Regions from separate parts of the Sus scrofa genome. Here region 2 is linked to region 1. The links are chromatin contacts, called in public HiChIP or PLAC-seq maps. All regions are on one chromosome and are shown on one strand. Each heading gives the region's core, a stretch centred on a gene start, on an enhancer-like site or on the middle of the called end of the contact. The rest is flanking DNA. Distances are from core to core; before and after follow the strand shown.

Region 1 (7,964 bases), core at 2,881-5,380:
AGCTGTTGGCCTACACCAAAGCCACAGCAACGTGGGATCTGAGCTTCGTCTGTGACCTATACCACAGCTCACGGCAGTGCCAGATCCTTAACCCACTGAGCGAGGCCAGGGATGGAACCCACAACCTCATGGTTCCTAGTCGGATTTGTTTCCACTGCACCATGACGGGAACTCCAGTCCTACTGTTAAAGTTTCTGAAAAGTCAAGGTTTCATGCAGTCAATCAGTCAGTGAATGTGTACTGAGACCCTGCTATATACCAGGCACTGTTCTCTTGTGGAGGTAGTCTTGGCTCTGTGCCTTTCTTCTTCCCTAACTTTTTTACCCAAAGAGAGGTGTTTCTTTTGAGGGGGTGGTCCTGGACAGAAAGCCCTTTTTTTTTTTTTTTTGCATTTTGCATTTTGCATTTTGCTCTTTGCCAGGTTAATAGTCTGTGTAAAAGGACTCTCTCCACTCTGTATTCAGAATTCCAGGGTAAGTTCTGGTTGTCCACAGAGAGCCAGCCTGAGCACGTTTTCTTTGTAAACAACTCAGGCCCTCGGGCTCACCACTGTTGTGCAGAGTGCCCAGCTTGCAGAGATGGTCTGGAAGTTGCAGTTTCTGCCTCTCTTAACTTCAAGTCTGTGTTTTGTCTGAGAGACTTTTTTGACATCTCAAACAGCGAAAGGATTCCATAATCACAGTGAGAATTTGGAATACAGTTGTGGGGTTTATTGAACTCTTTATATGTGGAGTTTCATTTCTCTGTCATGCTTTCTTTTTTAGTATAAAATGCTAGTATAAGAAAGCCATCTGGACTAAAGAAGCCTTGGAAATCAAAAGAAAGTTAGCAGGTTGCTCTCCACCTCCCATTGGCCTTTCTGTCTAGTGTGGGACGAAGAGTGGATGGGAACAGAGGAGTGCTGGAAAGAAGCGAGGTGCAGCATGTTAGGTCATGAGGAAGAGCTTGGACTGGGGTGGCATGGCAGGGTCTGCTGCGTGCTGTTGGCTGTTTTCCAGCTCGCTCTGTAGCACATTGGCTCCAGCCTGTTATACAGAGCACACATCAGATAAAACCTTTTCAGATAGATGGAGGCCAAGCTGAAGTCTGGACACTTCTCCTTTTGTTATTGGAAATGCTATGAGAAGGGGACGAAGAGCCCCACTTGTACACTGGACCCTGCTCCCAGATACTACCTCGCCGCTGTTCGGTCCCTTCCCACCCAGTATAAGCACATTCTATATTCACCTTGACGACAAAGCTTACAGAGGAATCAAAAGTAGCTCTTCCTCTAGTTGGGTTCGTTTCTGCTGAGCCTCAACAGGAACTCCTAAATTGTGCACCTTAAACGAATGAATTTTCTGGTATGTGAATTCAGTCTCGATAAGGCTGTTTTGTTTTTTAAAAATGTATGAGCTACACAGAGCAAAACAGTACCCTTTCCCTCCTGTCCGGCACTAGAAGCCCCCAGCACAGGCTTTCTCAGCAGCCTCTGTCCTCACCTCGCTGGCCCCACTGCCTCCTGTGCTCTTCCCATGCGCTGTGGAACCTTGCTGCTCTGAGGACTCTCAGTTTGCTTATCTATAAATTGAGAGTGTCAATGCTGCAATAATTATAAAGAGGAAACTACATAACCTGCGAAAATGCCTAGCATCAGGCTTGGCGCTTAGCACGTTAGTTTTCCTTCCCCCTCCCTCATAAGTCCTTTGGAAACTGAAATGCTCCGTATGTGTAGCATGTTATGATTATTTATGCCTCATGGTATGTCCCTTACTCAGAGTTCTTGTATTTTGGCAAGAATTCACCGTATTTGACCTCTAGTAAGGAGCATTTGAAAATAAATAAAAAGAAAGTATAACTTTCAGTATGCCACCGAAACAGGTGCCACTAAAGGGCTTTCTGCTGCCCCTGGGGCTGGTGGCGAGCGCTGTGGGTGCTACACAGTGCAGTGCTCCGGATGGGAAGCGTGGGTGGCAGCTGCCTCAGGGGGACGCAGGTTCTGTCTGCAAGAGCTGGAAGGTGCTCAGGAGATACTCACACAAACACAGGGTTTCCTACTCTGCACTGCTGCTGCCTTAGGCTGACTGCACAGAACGTTCCTGTGATTAAAAGTCAGTTTCCACGTGTGTTTATTGATTTAAAGAACTGACTTCATCTCGGACACATTTGGTTGTTGACTTTTGTTCTAGGCTCTCGTGATTGGGTTTCTGTTGGGTTTTCATCAGAAACAATCTGGTGAAACATTTTGGACTCAAATTAGAGTTTATCACAAACACATCTCAGAGAACACAGACGAAACCCAGAATGGAACAGAAAGCAAACAAGAAATAATGCAATAAATATTGTGAACAGAATAGTCTCAGCGGGAAGGAACACAGAGTAAATGAGGACTGCGTGGAAACAGAGCCAGCCCCTCAGAGAAAGGTGTCGGGGAGCCAGGGAGCACTCACATCAGGGTCAGGGTCTGGGTGGGGCATTCTTACAGTGCTGACCATCTAGTCCTTGGGCCTAGAAACCACGGTTAGCAACCCTACCCGCTCTGAGCTGGGCAGGGCGAGCTCATGGGCAGATGCAATTCACTTTACTCTGAAGACAGGCCCCTGGGAGTTTCCTTTGTGGCTCAGCAGGTTCCAAACTCAAGTAGTATCCGTGACGATGTGGGTTCGATCCCTGGACTCACTCAGTGGGTGAAAGATCCAGCATTGCCGCTAGCTGTACTGTGGGTTGCAGACACGGCTTGGATCTGGCATTGCTGTGGCTGTGCTGTAGGCTGGTAGCTGCAGCTCCAATTCGACCACTAGCCTGGGAACTTCCACATGTGGCCCTAAGAAGACAAAAATAAATAAATAAATAAAAAGACCAAAAAAAAAAAGACAAGACCTCCTTTTGTGGCATAGTGGAAACGAACCTAACTAGGATCCACAGGACGCAAGTTCGATCCCTGACCTCCCTCAGTGGGTTAAGGATCCAGTGTTGCTGTAGGCTCTGGTGTAGGTCACAGAAGCAGCTTGGATCTGGCATTGCTGTGGCTGTGGCATAGGCCAGTGGCTACAGCTCCGATTTGACCCCTAGCCTGGGAACCTCCATATGCCACAAGTGCAGCCCTAAAAAGAAAAAAAAAAAGATGGGCCCCTGAAAAGTCTTATCTCTGCTCCATTCCTTCTTTCTGTGCCCTGTTCTCACTCTTCCTTCCCAGAGCCATCCTGGCCTCCACTTATACTTGTGAGCCAAGGGTTTGGGGTGTTGGAGAAGACATGGACGCAGAGGGACTCATCACTGATGGTGGGACCATCCTTTCTACCTGCCCCTCCCCCACTGTTCAGCCCTCTGGGTCACAGGTTAGAAAATGGCATGTCCAACCTCATGTCGCTGAACATAGCTTCTCAAACGGTTCAACTTCAGTTGTTGACTTGACTTAGGGGATACTTGTACATGTTTAAAAATATTTTCTGGAGAGTTCCCTGGTGGCACAGTGGGTTAAGGATCTTGTGTTGTCACTGCTGTGGCAGGGTGCGATTCCTGGCCCAGGAACTTCCCCATGCCATGGGTGTGGCCAAAAATATATATATATATATTTTTTTGTTTGTTTGTTTGTTTTTCCATAAAATCCAAAAGGGTATACAGAGAGGAGTACCTCTCCTTTCCACCTCTGTCCCCTAAGTGCTCTGTTTCCTGCTCTGGGGCTACCTTATTTCATAGTTACCTTTTCAGAGGTTGCCAGTGCTTATCACTGTTAGCTTTTTTTTTTTTTTTTTTTTTTGTCTTTTTGCTATTTCTTGGGCCGCTCCTGCGGCATATGGAGTCTCCCAGGCTAGGGGTCTAATCGGAGCTGTAGCTGCCAGCCCATTCCAGAGCCACAGCAACTCGGGATCCGAGCCGCGTCTGCAACCTACACCACAGCTCACCGCAACGCCGGATCGTTAACCCACTGAGCAAGGGCAGGGATCGAACCCGCAACCTCATGGTTCCTAGTCAGATTCGTTAACCACTGCGCCACGACGGGAACTCCCACTGTTAGCTTTTTAAATTATTCTTATAGCTCTCTGATTCCATTGCTTTGGATACTGGTTTACCTGCTGCCTCTGCTTCCTCCACATCCCTTCTTCCTCTCTCAGACTTTGACCCCTGGTGGACAAATGACTGTGAGCAGAATGAGTCAGACCCCATCCCTGCCAACTGCACCGGCTGCACCCAGAAGTTGCCCCTAAAAGTAATGCTCCTGGAAGACACCCCAGTGAAGTTTGAGAGACTCCATCCTCTGGTGATCAAGGTGAGCAAGAAGTGAGCAGAGTCTCCCACTGATCAGTGGGTGGCTAGAAAACAGCAAGCTCTGTGACATTCCTGATGAGTAACTCCACATGGTTTTGTTGCACTTTTGTTTTCTGCCCTGCCAAGACCGGACAGCCCCTGTCATCTGAGGAGCTTCAGCAGTTTTTGTGCCAGTACCCTGAGGTGACAGAAGGCTTCACCGAAGAGTTTTTCGCCAAGTGGTGGCGCTGCTTTCCTCACCGGTGGTTCCCATTTCCTTATCCCTGGTAAGTGTAAAGGGGCTCAGTCTGCATGTGGGTAGAAAGAGGGCGGACCAGCTGTCAGACTGGTACCACCTACTGCTGTGCCCACACTGCATGCGCGTGCTTTACACACGCCCTTCGAGGAGTTCCCACTGTGGCGCAATGGGCTCGACTGTGTCTCTGGAGCACTGGACTGCAGGTTTGATCCCCAACCTGGCACAGAGGGTTAAGGATCTGACAATGGCACAGCTGTGGTGTAGGTCACAGCTGTGGCTCAAATCTGATCTGTGGCCCGGGAATTTCTATATGCCACAGGGTGGCCACACAAACACACACACACACACACACACACACACACACACACACACACACACACACACACACACACCATACCACACACACATCACACCACACTGCACCACACACACATACCCCCAGGTCAAATGATTGATAATGCCACAGGGTGGCCACACAAACACACACACACACACACACACACACACACACACACCATACCACACACACATCACACCACACTGCACCACACACACATACCCCCAGGTCAAATGATTGATAATTCAGGCACATGCTGTTGAAAAACCAACTAAGGGAGATAAGTCAAAGGGGGAGCCACTGTGGGCAGACACCCAGATTGCCTAGTAGATTCGTAATTTACTTCTGAGTAGGTGTTTAGCATTTTGTTTATGTTGAATGAGTCCTGGAGGTTGAGGACCATAGAGAGAGCACGAAGAATAGAAGGGAGACGTTCCCTGGTGGCCTAGCGGTTAAGGATTCACCATTGCCACTGCTGTGGCACAGGTTCTATCCCTGGCCCAAGATCTTTTACATGTTGTGGGCATGCCCAAAAAGGGGGAAAAAGAATAGAAAGGAAACTTATTTCTTGGCACTTGTTTGTGCCAGACAGCGTGCCTTGGTGCTTAGTGTCTGTTACTCATTAGTGATACACATAATAGCACTGGGAAATAGGAATTATCATTTTTGGATCAGAAAAGGGTGAGAGGAATTCCCCTTATGGGGCAGCGGAAACGAATCCGACTAGGAACTATGAGGTTGTGGGTTCGATCCCTGGCCTCGCTCAGTGGGTTAAGGATCTTGCGTTGCCACGAGTTGTGGTATAGGTTGCAGATGTGGATTGGATCCTGTGTTGCTGTGGCTATAGTGTAGGCCAGCAGCTGTAGCTCTGATTGGACCCCTAGTCTGGGGACCTCCATATGCCGTAGGTGTGGTCCTAAAAAGCAAAAAAAAAAAAAAAAAAAAAAGTGTGGGAATCAGAAGGTTAAGTGCTTTTTTTTTGGTCTTTTCTAGGGCCGCACTTGCGGCATGTGGAGGTTCCCAGGCTAGGGGTCTAATCAGAGCTGTAGCCACCGGCCTACACCACAGCCACAGCAATGCCAGATCTGAGCCATGTCTGTGACCTACACCACAGCTCACGGCAATGCTGGATCCTTAACCCACTGAGCAAAGCCCGGGATCGAACCCACAATCACATGGTTCCTAGTCGGATTTGTTAACCACTGCGCCACAATGGGAACTCCCCAGGAAGGTTAAGTACTTTGCTTAAAGTCACCCAGCCAGGATTGAAACTCCAGGCTATCCCCCTCTTCCTTCCTGTGTCCCATAGAAGACATGGTCCATTTAGTTCTTGGGGTGAAAGTTGCTTTCTAGAAACAAAGGCAAGCCAGTTTCCTTCTAGAACATTCCAAAGAGAATTAAAATTGCCTTTTCAGGCTTTTTGTTGTGTAATTTCTCTGCCTCTGCCTTTCTTTAAATTTGCCCTTTGTTGCATAATCAAATACTCAGTTTAACAAGCATATCCGGCTTCCCACTTCGTGCTGCTTCACCTCAAAAGGTTCACGATTTTTGGCCCTTCCTCTTCCCTCTTCTCTTTTCTTGCCTCCTTGCTGTTACTTCAGACGCTTTTCCCAGATGGGATGAATGGAGTGTTTCTTTTCTTCCTCTATATGTTGTTTTAGCTGGATTTTATAAACACCCCACCCACATGGACAAATTGCGGCTGTAGCATTTGTGTGTGTGTACAAGTCACGGTTCATTGGTTTGGCATGACTGTTCTTCATGGACCAAATTCTTCAAATATTGTCCTGACATTTTACCCCTCTTCACCCACCGCCCACAGCTTTCCCACCCTGGCCGTGCTCTCTGTTCGTCACCGAGTTAGGCTGGTTTGCCCAGTTCACTTACTTTTTTTCTCTCACACGTTTCACAGGAGAAGACCTCTGAACAGATCACACATTTTACGTGAGCTTTTTCCTGTCTTCACCTTCCTGCCGTTTCCAAAAGACGCCTCCTTGAAAAAGTGCTTCCTTCTTCAACCGGAACCTATTGCGGGGAGTAAGGTAGGAAATTTTGAGAGGACGTGGGGCAAGAACGTTTCTCACTGGGGACCTGGGCTGATGTCCTAGTCAGAGCCTTCCCTGCATGTCAACTTGGAGGGTGAAACCTCGTTACCGAAGGGGTGCCTACGGAACGTCTAGTTACCTGGCCGGTCTGTCTCCTGCCCTTCCCACCTGAGGGCAAGCTGCTTGTCTACATTAAAGGAAACAGAATCCTAAACTTTGAAGGGTCCTGAGCCGTTGGTCGGTCTTCGCTGCCCCAAGGTAGCAAGCAGGCTGATGTATATAAATGAATAGTATGTAACTGCATAGTCCAACCTACTCATTTTGTAGATAAGGAAGCTGAGCCCCAGAGAGATTAAATGATGACTCACCCAAGGACACAGCAAGTTAACAAGAAAACCCTCCTCACCTTCCACCCCTAGGTTGGCTTTCCCCCAAAATAAACACAAGAGAAAGTGCAGACAAGAACTGGGGACGCGGAAAGCTCGGGAGCACAGAGAGGTTTGGGAACAAAGGGAAGATAGGCACGTGCTGAGCAGGCGGCCCAGTGCGGGCGGCAGTGCTCCTTACCTCAGTCCGTGGCCGAGTCCCCAGAGCCCATGGTTACATCTCTGGGGCCAGCAGACTAGGCAGAGCTGTTCTGTGTTTGTGTCTGTTTACCTTTCCCTTAATTGCTCCATGTTGAGTGTCATTCCTGGGGAAGGTTTTTGAGCCTGAATTGGTTTGGAAAAATTAAAAGGATGAATTTTCCTCTGTCAAAAAATTAAATTTGCTGCACTGTGGCCACCTACCAACTCTGGATTGTGTCTTCAACCTCCTGACACTATTGTTTGGCCCCAATTTTGCTGAATCGCGTTAAAGGAATTTCAGAGCCTTTAAAAACACTCATTTTGTCTAGAAGTAAGAACTTCTGTCTGCCAGCTGTAGGGTGGAGGTGCTGGGCTCTTGCCTTGGATTTTAAAGAAGTTTATCCTGCTTTCTTCAGCTAGAACTCAGGGCCCTAATATGATTTCATACTCATAATTATGATATAATTCTGGGCGAGGGCCTTTATCTTGGGTTTTCCTACTTGAATCTTAATTTCACCACTCTACTTAAC
Region 2 (7,964 bases), core at 1,969-4,468, 250 kb after region 1:
CTGAGCAAGGCCAGGAATTGAACCCACATCCTCATGGATACTAGTCGGATTCATTTCTGCTGCGCTACAATGGGAACTCCCCCCCACTGTGATTATTTATTTATTTTTATTTTAATTTTTAAAAATTTTTTAAATTTTTTAATTTTTTAAAATTTTTTGTCTTTTTACCATTTCTTGGGCCGCTCCCGCGGCATATGGAGGTTCCCAGGCTAGGGGTCCAATCGGAGCTGTAGCTGCCAGCCTACGCCAGAGCCACAGCAACGTGGGATCCGAGCCGCGTTTGCGACCTACACCACAGCTCATGGCAACGCCAGATTGTTAACCCACTGAGCAAGGCCAGGGATCAAACCCGCAACCTCATGGTTCCTATTCGGATTCGTTAACCACTGCTCCACGACGGGAACTCCCCACTGTGATTATTTAACTCAGCCTTTTTACATATATACCAACATGCAAACACACAACACACACAAATAAAAACACTCACAAACACAGCTGTGCAGACACAAGCTCACGCACAAACACACCTGAAGCAAATCCCTTGTTTTTGAGACAAAATCAATACAATCAGAAGGTACTGGTAAAACCTGTTTCTCAGGGAAGAAAATCACTATTTTATCCTTTGTTTGTTTTTTTAGGGCTGCACTCTCGGCATATGGAAGGCCCCAGGCTAGGGTTTGAATCAGAGTTGCAGCTGCCAGCCTACACCCACAGCAATGCAGGATCCAAGCCGCGTCTGCAAACTACACCACAGCTCACAGCAGTGCTGGATCCTTAGCCCACTGAGTGAGGCCTGGGATCAAACCCGAGTCCTCATGGATGCTGGTCAGATTTGTTTCTGTTGAGCCACGAAGGGAACTCCATCACTATTTTGTTCTTAAAAAAAAAAAAGTACGTGTTTAAAATGGTAAAAAAAAAATCTGTTTTACTAGCAGAGGGGAGGGGAGGGAAGCTGAGGAGGGTTTCGTGGAGCGGCCGGCAGAATCAGGAGCTCAGCCTCCGTCTTCAGGGCAGCCTGATTGGGGCAAGGGTGAGGAGGAGTGGGGGGTTGGGGTTTGGGTAGGGAAAGGGGGTGGAGGCGGGGGATGGGGGCGGTCTCAGAGGCCCTTGTTTACCACTTGCTTGGTGGGCAATTTGATTGGAAAAAGAAAAGCATAGCATCAGTCTATACATAGAGACTGATGATAGAAGAGACCAAAGAAAGGAAAAATGAGGGCGTCAGAGAGCCAAGAACAGTGACAGTGGCTGTGGGGACTTCTGGGGGGGGAGAGTGCAGGGGAAATGGAGACCCAAGGCTGGGAGGAAAAAAAGAAGTGAGACGCACGGAAACATTTACACATCCTGAAACCGGTGGGGAGACGTCAACACGGAATGAAGTCTGTCCTCCGTGGGACACGGGATGTACAGGTGATAACAGTGAGGTGAGAGAAATGCTCAGAAATATTCAGGGGTTGTACGCTTAAGAGTGAGCCCCTTCCGGGAGCAGCCTGCAGAGGCCGTGGGAAAAGGGGAGACCCTCTTTTCTCTGGGGAAGTTCGAGCCCGCTTGCTTCCTCTTGACACCATCGGTCCCCAGCCCAGAGCCCCTTCCTTCACCCTAAGGTGGAAATGATGAAAGAAGAGCATACAGCTCTCCTGTCCCAGGGGTATCTGCACCTACTCAGGCCCCCACCCTTCCATTTCCTCCCCTCCCTTCTCAGGGCTAAATCCCACTTTCTTCTGGGACTCAGCTTAAAGGGCTCTGCCTCCAGGAAGCCTTCCCTGACGCTCCAACCTTCAAGACTCCTCCTGTGGCCCCCAGTCCTTCCCTCGGGACCTCATCCTGGGTGCAAATGGCCCTGAAGGACCCCCCTCTTCCCTCATGAGTTTGGGAGCCCCTTGGAATGGGGGTTGTGTCTTACTTTCCAGAGTATCCCCCAGTTCCTAGCTCAGGACCTGACACACCTAGACACTCAGCAAACCTAGTGAAGAAAGGGAGGACGGAAGGCCAAAGATCTTCTCGGGGCAGGCCAGGGGGCGGGTGACAGCGCACAGAGAATTGCTCTTCCCGGGGACTCCTGCTTTGCTTGAAAGGCTTATTTTAGGCTTGGGGATGTGGTGCTGGGAGATGAGACGGTATTTCTAGTGCCAGTAGCTGATGCACGGGAAAGATTAGGGAAGGAGGCAAGGGACAAGGAAGGTGACATTCTTGCATCCTTTGTGGGTATTCTCCCATCTGTAATTATCGACAGTCTTCACCAGAGACTCCAGAAGTGAGGGAGAGAAAAAAGGAGTAGGAAGAGGAGGCCAAAAGAGCGGTAGGAATTTGCTCCTCAGCAGCTCATCCTCCATAAGCATCCCTTGGAAAACAAGGAATGGTGGGCCCTTCTATTCTGCTGAGGGTCTCGGTCTGTTCATGTCACCAATATTTATGGAGCATCCACTATGTGTCAGGTGTTGTTCTAGGTGCTGGGAAAATAGCAATGAAGAAAATATGGTGCTTTGGAGTTCCTGTTGTGGCTCAGCAGGTCAGGTTAAGAACCTGACATAGACTCTGGGAGGATGCGGGTTCGATTTCTGGCCTCGCTCAGTGAGTTAAGGATGCTGCATCGCTGCAAGCTGTGGTCCAGGTGTGGTTTAGATCCTGTATGCCGGCCGCTGCAGCTCTCATTCTACCCCCTAGCCTGGGAATTCCATATGTCACAGGCATGGCTGTCCAAAAAAAAAAAAAAAAAAAAAAAGAAAGAAAGAAAATAGGTGCTTATATCTTGGGGGAGATTGCTATATGCAGTAAGCCAGGTGAAAATATATATTAAGGGGAAAAAACCCAGCAGGGTAAGTGGTTTAGAGAGGGGGGAGGAGGGGCTGCTTCCCACAGGTTGGGAGGGAAGACCTCTGCCAGGGCTTGTGAGCAGACACTTGAAAGAAATGAGCGGAAATCAGTGGACACCTGGAGTGGCAACCTTCCAGGCTGAAGGGACAAGTGCAAAGGCCTCCCCGAGGCTGAAGTGTGCTGGGTAAGAGGAACTGCAGAGGCCAGCACAACTGGGGCAGAGGGAGGGAGGACGAAGGGGTTAGGAAGGAGACTGGAGCGTGACATGCACTGGATCACTCAGCAGCCAGCAGGGCACGGCGAGGACTGGGGATTTTTCCTCTGAGTGCGGTGTGAAGGCCTGGGGAGGATGCGCAGCAGAGTAGAGGAGGGCCTTGAGCTGCCTAAGGTTTCACCAGGATCCCTCTAGCTGCTGGATGGAGAAGTGACTGCAGAGGGAATAGGGGTGGGTCCCGGAGACCCATTAGGATGCTGCTATTGGTGGTGGCAGGGGAGGTGATGAGAAGTGGCAGGATCTAGGAGTTCCCTTCGTGGCTCAGCGTTAACAAACCCAAGTAGGATCCGTAAGGATGCGGGCTTGATCCCTGGCCTCACTCAGTGGGTTAAGGATCTGGCATTGTCACAAGCTGTGGTGTAGGTCACAGACTCGGCTCAGATCCTGTGTTGCTGTGGCTGTCGTATAGGCTGGTGGCTGTAGCTCTGATTCAACCCTTAGCCCAGGAGCTTCCATATGCCACAGGTGCTGCCTTAAAAGAGGTTTCTGGCAGCTGGTAACTTTTTTTTTTTTTTTTTTCCCCAACATGTGGAAATTCCCAGGCAGGGATCAAACCCCCTCCACAGCAGTGACCCAACCCGCTGCAGTGAAAACACCGGATCCCTAACCCCCTGAGCACCAGGGAACTGGCAGGGAACTCCTAGTTGAGCTGATTCTCAGAATCTGCTCTCCCTCCACCTCTTCTTACATGAAGGTCCATGGCCACCCCAGCTGGGAAGGGGATTCGAACCCTGAAGTTGGCCTGTTTTATTTATTTTTTCTGGTTCCAAATCATACCTTGTGAGACTAGGACAGAGACAGACGATATTAATTCTCCATCATCAGCTAGAGGTGCCCTAAATCCTAAATAGTCACCCCTAGAGGAGCTGGTTGAGAGGGCGGTGCAAAGCCAAAGCTTGTTGCAGACTGCCATCTGCTGGTCATTCTGGGACCTGGCTTGGATCTAAATCTATGCCTCACCAGGCAGTGAGAACTCGGTGGATTGTTAGAATAGTACCTGGCACCCACTGTGTTCAGTAAAAGTGGGCTGTCATCATTATGCCCATGGTTTGGAGGAGCATGGTCAAAACAAACAGTTTTCTCTGACTTCACACCCAACATTTATTTATTTATTGTCTTTTTAGGGCCACATCCAAGGCATACAGAAGTTCCTAGGCTAGGGGTCAAATCGAAGCTACAGCTGCTGGCCCACCCTACAGCTCATGGCAACACCAGATCCTTAACCCACTGAGTGAGGACAGGGATTGAGCCCGAGTCCTCATGGATACTAGTCAGGTTCATCACTGAGCCACAACAGGAACTCTCAAATGGCGATTATTCTTGCCATGTTATGAGCCAACATGAGGAACTGCTTTCTGATCATTATGAGAGAAGCCAAGTGATCCATGAAGCTGGAAAGGGGGTCTATGGTTACACACAGGAGTAAGAGGAGTCTCCAGAGAACTGCGTCCTCTGGTATGGTAGCCACAAGCCAGCTGCTTGAGGCTCTTGAAGTGGAAATAATTAAAATGGAATTAAATTTTTTTTGGTCTTTTTTTAGGGCTATACCCGTGGCATATGGAAGTTCCCAGGATAGGGGTCCAATCAGAGCTGTTGCTGCTGGCCTCCGCCAGAGCCATCGCAACACCAGATCCGAGCTGCATCTGCAACCCACACACAGCCCATGGCAACGCCAGATCCCCAACCCATTGATCAAGGCCAGGGATGGAACTGGCAACCCCATGGTTCCTAGTCTGATTCACTTCCCTCTGTGCCATGACGGGAACTCCAAATGGAATTAAATTTAAAATTTGTTTCCTGGATTGTCATGGCCACATCCCAAGTACTCAATAGCCACAGGTGGCTCGTGGACGGCATAGATGTAAAACAGTTCCATTAAGCACAGAAATTTCTGTTGGACAGCACTGCTCATCAAGGACTCAGCAGAACTAGGCATCATTGGGGAGATCCACAAGAGAAAAATTAGAAACCAAAGTTGTGGAGTTCCCATTGTGGCTCAGTGGTTAACGAATCCGTCTAGGAACCATGAGGTTGCGGGTTCAATCCCTGCCCTTGCTCAGTGGGTTAACGATCCAGCATTGCTGCAAGCTGTGGTGTAGGTTGCAGACAAGGCTTGGATCCCGCATTGCTGTGGCCCTGGTGCAGGCCGGCAGCTACAGCTCCAATTAGACCCCTAGCCTGGGAACCTCCATATGCTGCGGGAACGGCCCTAGAAATGGCAAAAAGACAAAAAAAAAAAAAAAAAAAAAGAGAGAGAGAGAGAGATAAACCAAAGTTGTGCTGGAGTTCCTTGGTGGCTCAGCAGGGTAAGAATTTGGTGTGTCACTGCTGTGGTTTGGGTTCAATTCCTGGTCTAGGAACTTCTGCTTGCCACGGACACAGCCAAAAAAATAAAAATAAAATTAAAAAAAGGAGTTCCCATTGTGGCTCAGCAGGTGAACAACCTGTTGTCTCTGTGAGGATCCGGGATCAATCGCTGGCCTTGCTCAGTCGCTTAAGGATCCGACATCGCTGCAAGCTGTGGTGTAGTTTGCAGCTGCAGCTCAGATCTGGTGTGGCTGTGGCATAGGCTGGCAGCTGCAGCTCCCATTCGACCCCTAGCCTGGGAACTTCCTTATGGTGCAGGTGTGGCCTTAAAAAGGGAAAAAAGAGGAGTTCCCATCGTGACTCGGAGGTTAATGAACCCGACTAGCATCCATGAGGACATGGGTTCAATCCCTGACCTCTCTCAGTGGGTTAAAGATCCAGCGTTGCCGTGAGCTGTGGTATAGGTTGCAGATACTGCTCGGATCCCGCGTTGCTGTGGCTGTGGTGTAGGCTAGCAGCTGTAGCTTGGATTCGACCCCTAGCCTGGGAACCTCCATATGCCACAGGTGCAGCCCTAAAGAGACAAAAGACCAAAAAAGGCGGGGGGGGAATGTGTAAGGATGTGCAGAGAGGGGGTACCATGTGAAATAACAGCACATACCAATGAGATGGTTAGATGAGCACAAATGCAGTCTATAATTAAATGCCAAAAGAAGTCACAAACGCATGCATGCACAATAATTGGTCCATGCAACCCTCCCTCCCCTGCAAGAGCCATCAAACTTGAGAATCCCCAAAAGGAAGCAGAATCAACAGAAGGCCGTCAGGGAAGGGGGAGCCACCGCTGGGGAGCACTGGGCCTCTTTCTGCCTTCTTCCTGGCATGGTTCAGTTTAACTTGTGGTACAAGTTTCCCAGCCTGACAGGGGGCCAGGAGGTAACGGTACTGACAGAGGAGTGTCTGCGATGGCCTAACTTGCTTAGCATCCTGGGGTTCTTGTAAAGGGTGTACATGTGCTTGGTGAGGAAGGGCAGGCAGCAAAAGTGCAGGAGCATCCGGGAGATTTGGAAGACCAAGTGCAGGTAACCCAGCTCCTTGAACTGCTCTTTGATGGCCCCGTAGGTGAGCAGGACCACGGTGAAGCTGAGGAGCTCATAGGTGATGATCCACACAGCATAGCACAGCAGCCCCACGTAGTTGTTGACGTGGATGCAGCCAAGGAGCACGGAGCTGAGCACGATGGTGATGGTTGATAGGCAGATGTTGATGCTACTCTCGTAGGTCAGGACCCAAGAGACCAGCTTAAGGTTTGTCACCTTGTAGATGCTGAACTGGTCCTCGTAGCCAATGGATCTAACCTCATTCATTTCAAAGATGAGGAACTGGATGGTGTTGAGGAGGGAGAAGACGCCCAGCATGAAGGAGAACTTTTTGTCATTCATTTTGTAGGTGTTTTGCCAGAGTATCTGCTGCAGGGGACAAAAAAGTCATGGAGACACATGAGAAGATGACGGAGCTAGGAGTTCCCATTGCAGCTCCGCAGGTGATGAACCTGACTAGTATCCATGAGGATGTGGGTTTGATCCTTGGCCGTGCTCAGGGAGTTAAGGATCCTGAGTGGCTGGGTGTAGACTGGCAGCTGTAGCTCCAAGTCAGCCCCTAGCCTGGGAACTTCCATATACCATGGGTGCGGTTGTGAAAAAGAAAAAAAATGATGACAGAGGCAGGCCTAGATGAATTTCTCTCAATCCACTAGATGTAAGTGGAAGAGCTGTGGGTAAGAATGCCATATGGACAGGCCATGGGCTGGAAGTCCAGGGACATGGGCTCTGGTCCCTGCTCCGGCCTCGCCAGCTTCAGGTGAGCACATCACTGGGAGCCGCGGGCCTCGTCCCAAGGTACCACTGGATGGTCCTCAGGTAGCTCTGCGGTGCTTTAAGGTGGCGCAAAGAGCGCTCCTGCTGATTTACTCCCTGGGTCTCATCCAGAGTTGTCCCAAGTCACAGGCTTCCGTGAGCAGAGAAAGGAATGGGGGAGGCTGTGAGGGACAGTGGGGAACAGTCACACACAAGGGGACACGTGCAGTCCTCCGGCTGCTCTGTTTCCCATGAGGGGCTGTGGCCTCCTTCCGCTTTCTCCTCCTCACTTGCTCAATCAACCCCAAATATTCTTCTTCTCCTTTTTTAAAAATTAAATTACATTTTATTATTATTATTACTACTATTGGCTGCACCTGTGGCATGCGGAAATTCCCAGGCTAGGGTTTGAACCTGAGCCACGACAGTGACAACACCGTATCCCTGGATCCGTGGAGCCACCAGGGAACTCCTTTTTTTTTTTTTTTTGTCAGTAGCAACAGTTTTATTGCTGTGGCAAAATGTATATAATATACATCGTCCCGTTTAACTCTTTTTTAGTGTACGATTCCGTGGCATTATGGATATTCACATTGTTGTGCAACCATCACCAGCACCCATCTCAACTTTTTCATATTCTCAAAAAAAAAAAAAAGGAATTTCCCATTGTGGTTCAGTGGCAATAAGCCCAACCAGTATCCCTGAGGATGTGGGTT

What was found. HiChIP or PLAC-seq counts read pairs in DNA pulled down with a chosen protein or histone mark.
Region 2: an H3K27ac HiChIP or PLAC-seq map of alveolar macrophages shows a contact between it and region 1. The contact joins two enhancer-like sites. A contact is called at or near these places in 9 of 47 Hi-C or Micro-C datasets (alveolar macrophages, blood, embryonic fibroblasts and 6 more) and 1 of 2 datasets of contacts at active chromatin or transcription factors (alveolar macrophages).

Annotation. Positions count from the first base shown.
Region 1 is chr7:32,564,086-32,572,049 of Sscrofa11.1, forward strand. It overlaps C7H6orf89 (bombesin receptor-activated protein C6orf89 homolog), which reads left to right. Exons shown (of 10, transcript XM_021098652.1): 6 at 4,095-4,249; 7 at 4,375-4,514; 8 at 6,736-6,865. Among named protein-coding and RNA genes, the nearest start is that of PPIL1, 20 kb to the left of the region's middle. Within about 2 kb of position 4,131, at least 5 of the 83 cell types and tissues checked have an H3K27ac peak or open chromatin away from gene starts, as enhancers often do. A contact at or near this core is called in alveolar macrophages, where this site is marked.
Region 2 is chr7:32,811,638-32,819,601 of Sscrofa11.1, forward strand. No RefSeq gene overlaps it. Among named protein-coding and RNA genes, the nearest start is that of TMEM217, 23 kb to the right of the region's middle. Within about 2 kb of position 3,219, at least 12 of the 83 cell types and tissues checked have an H3K27ac peak or open chromatin away from gene starts, as enhancers often do. A contact at or near this core is called in alveolar macrophages, where this site is marked.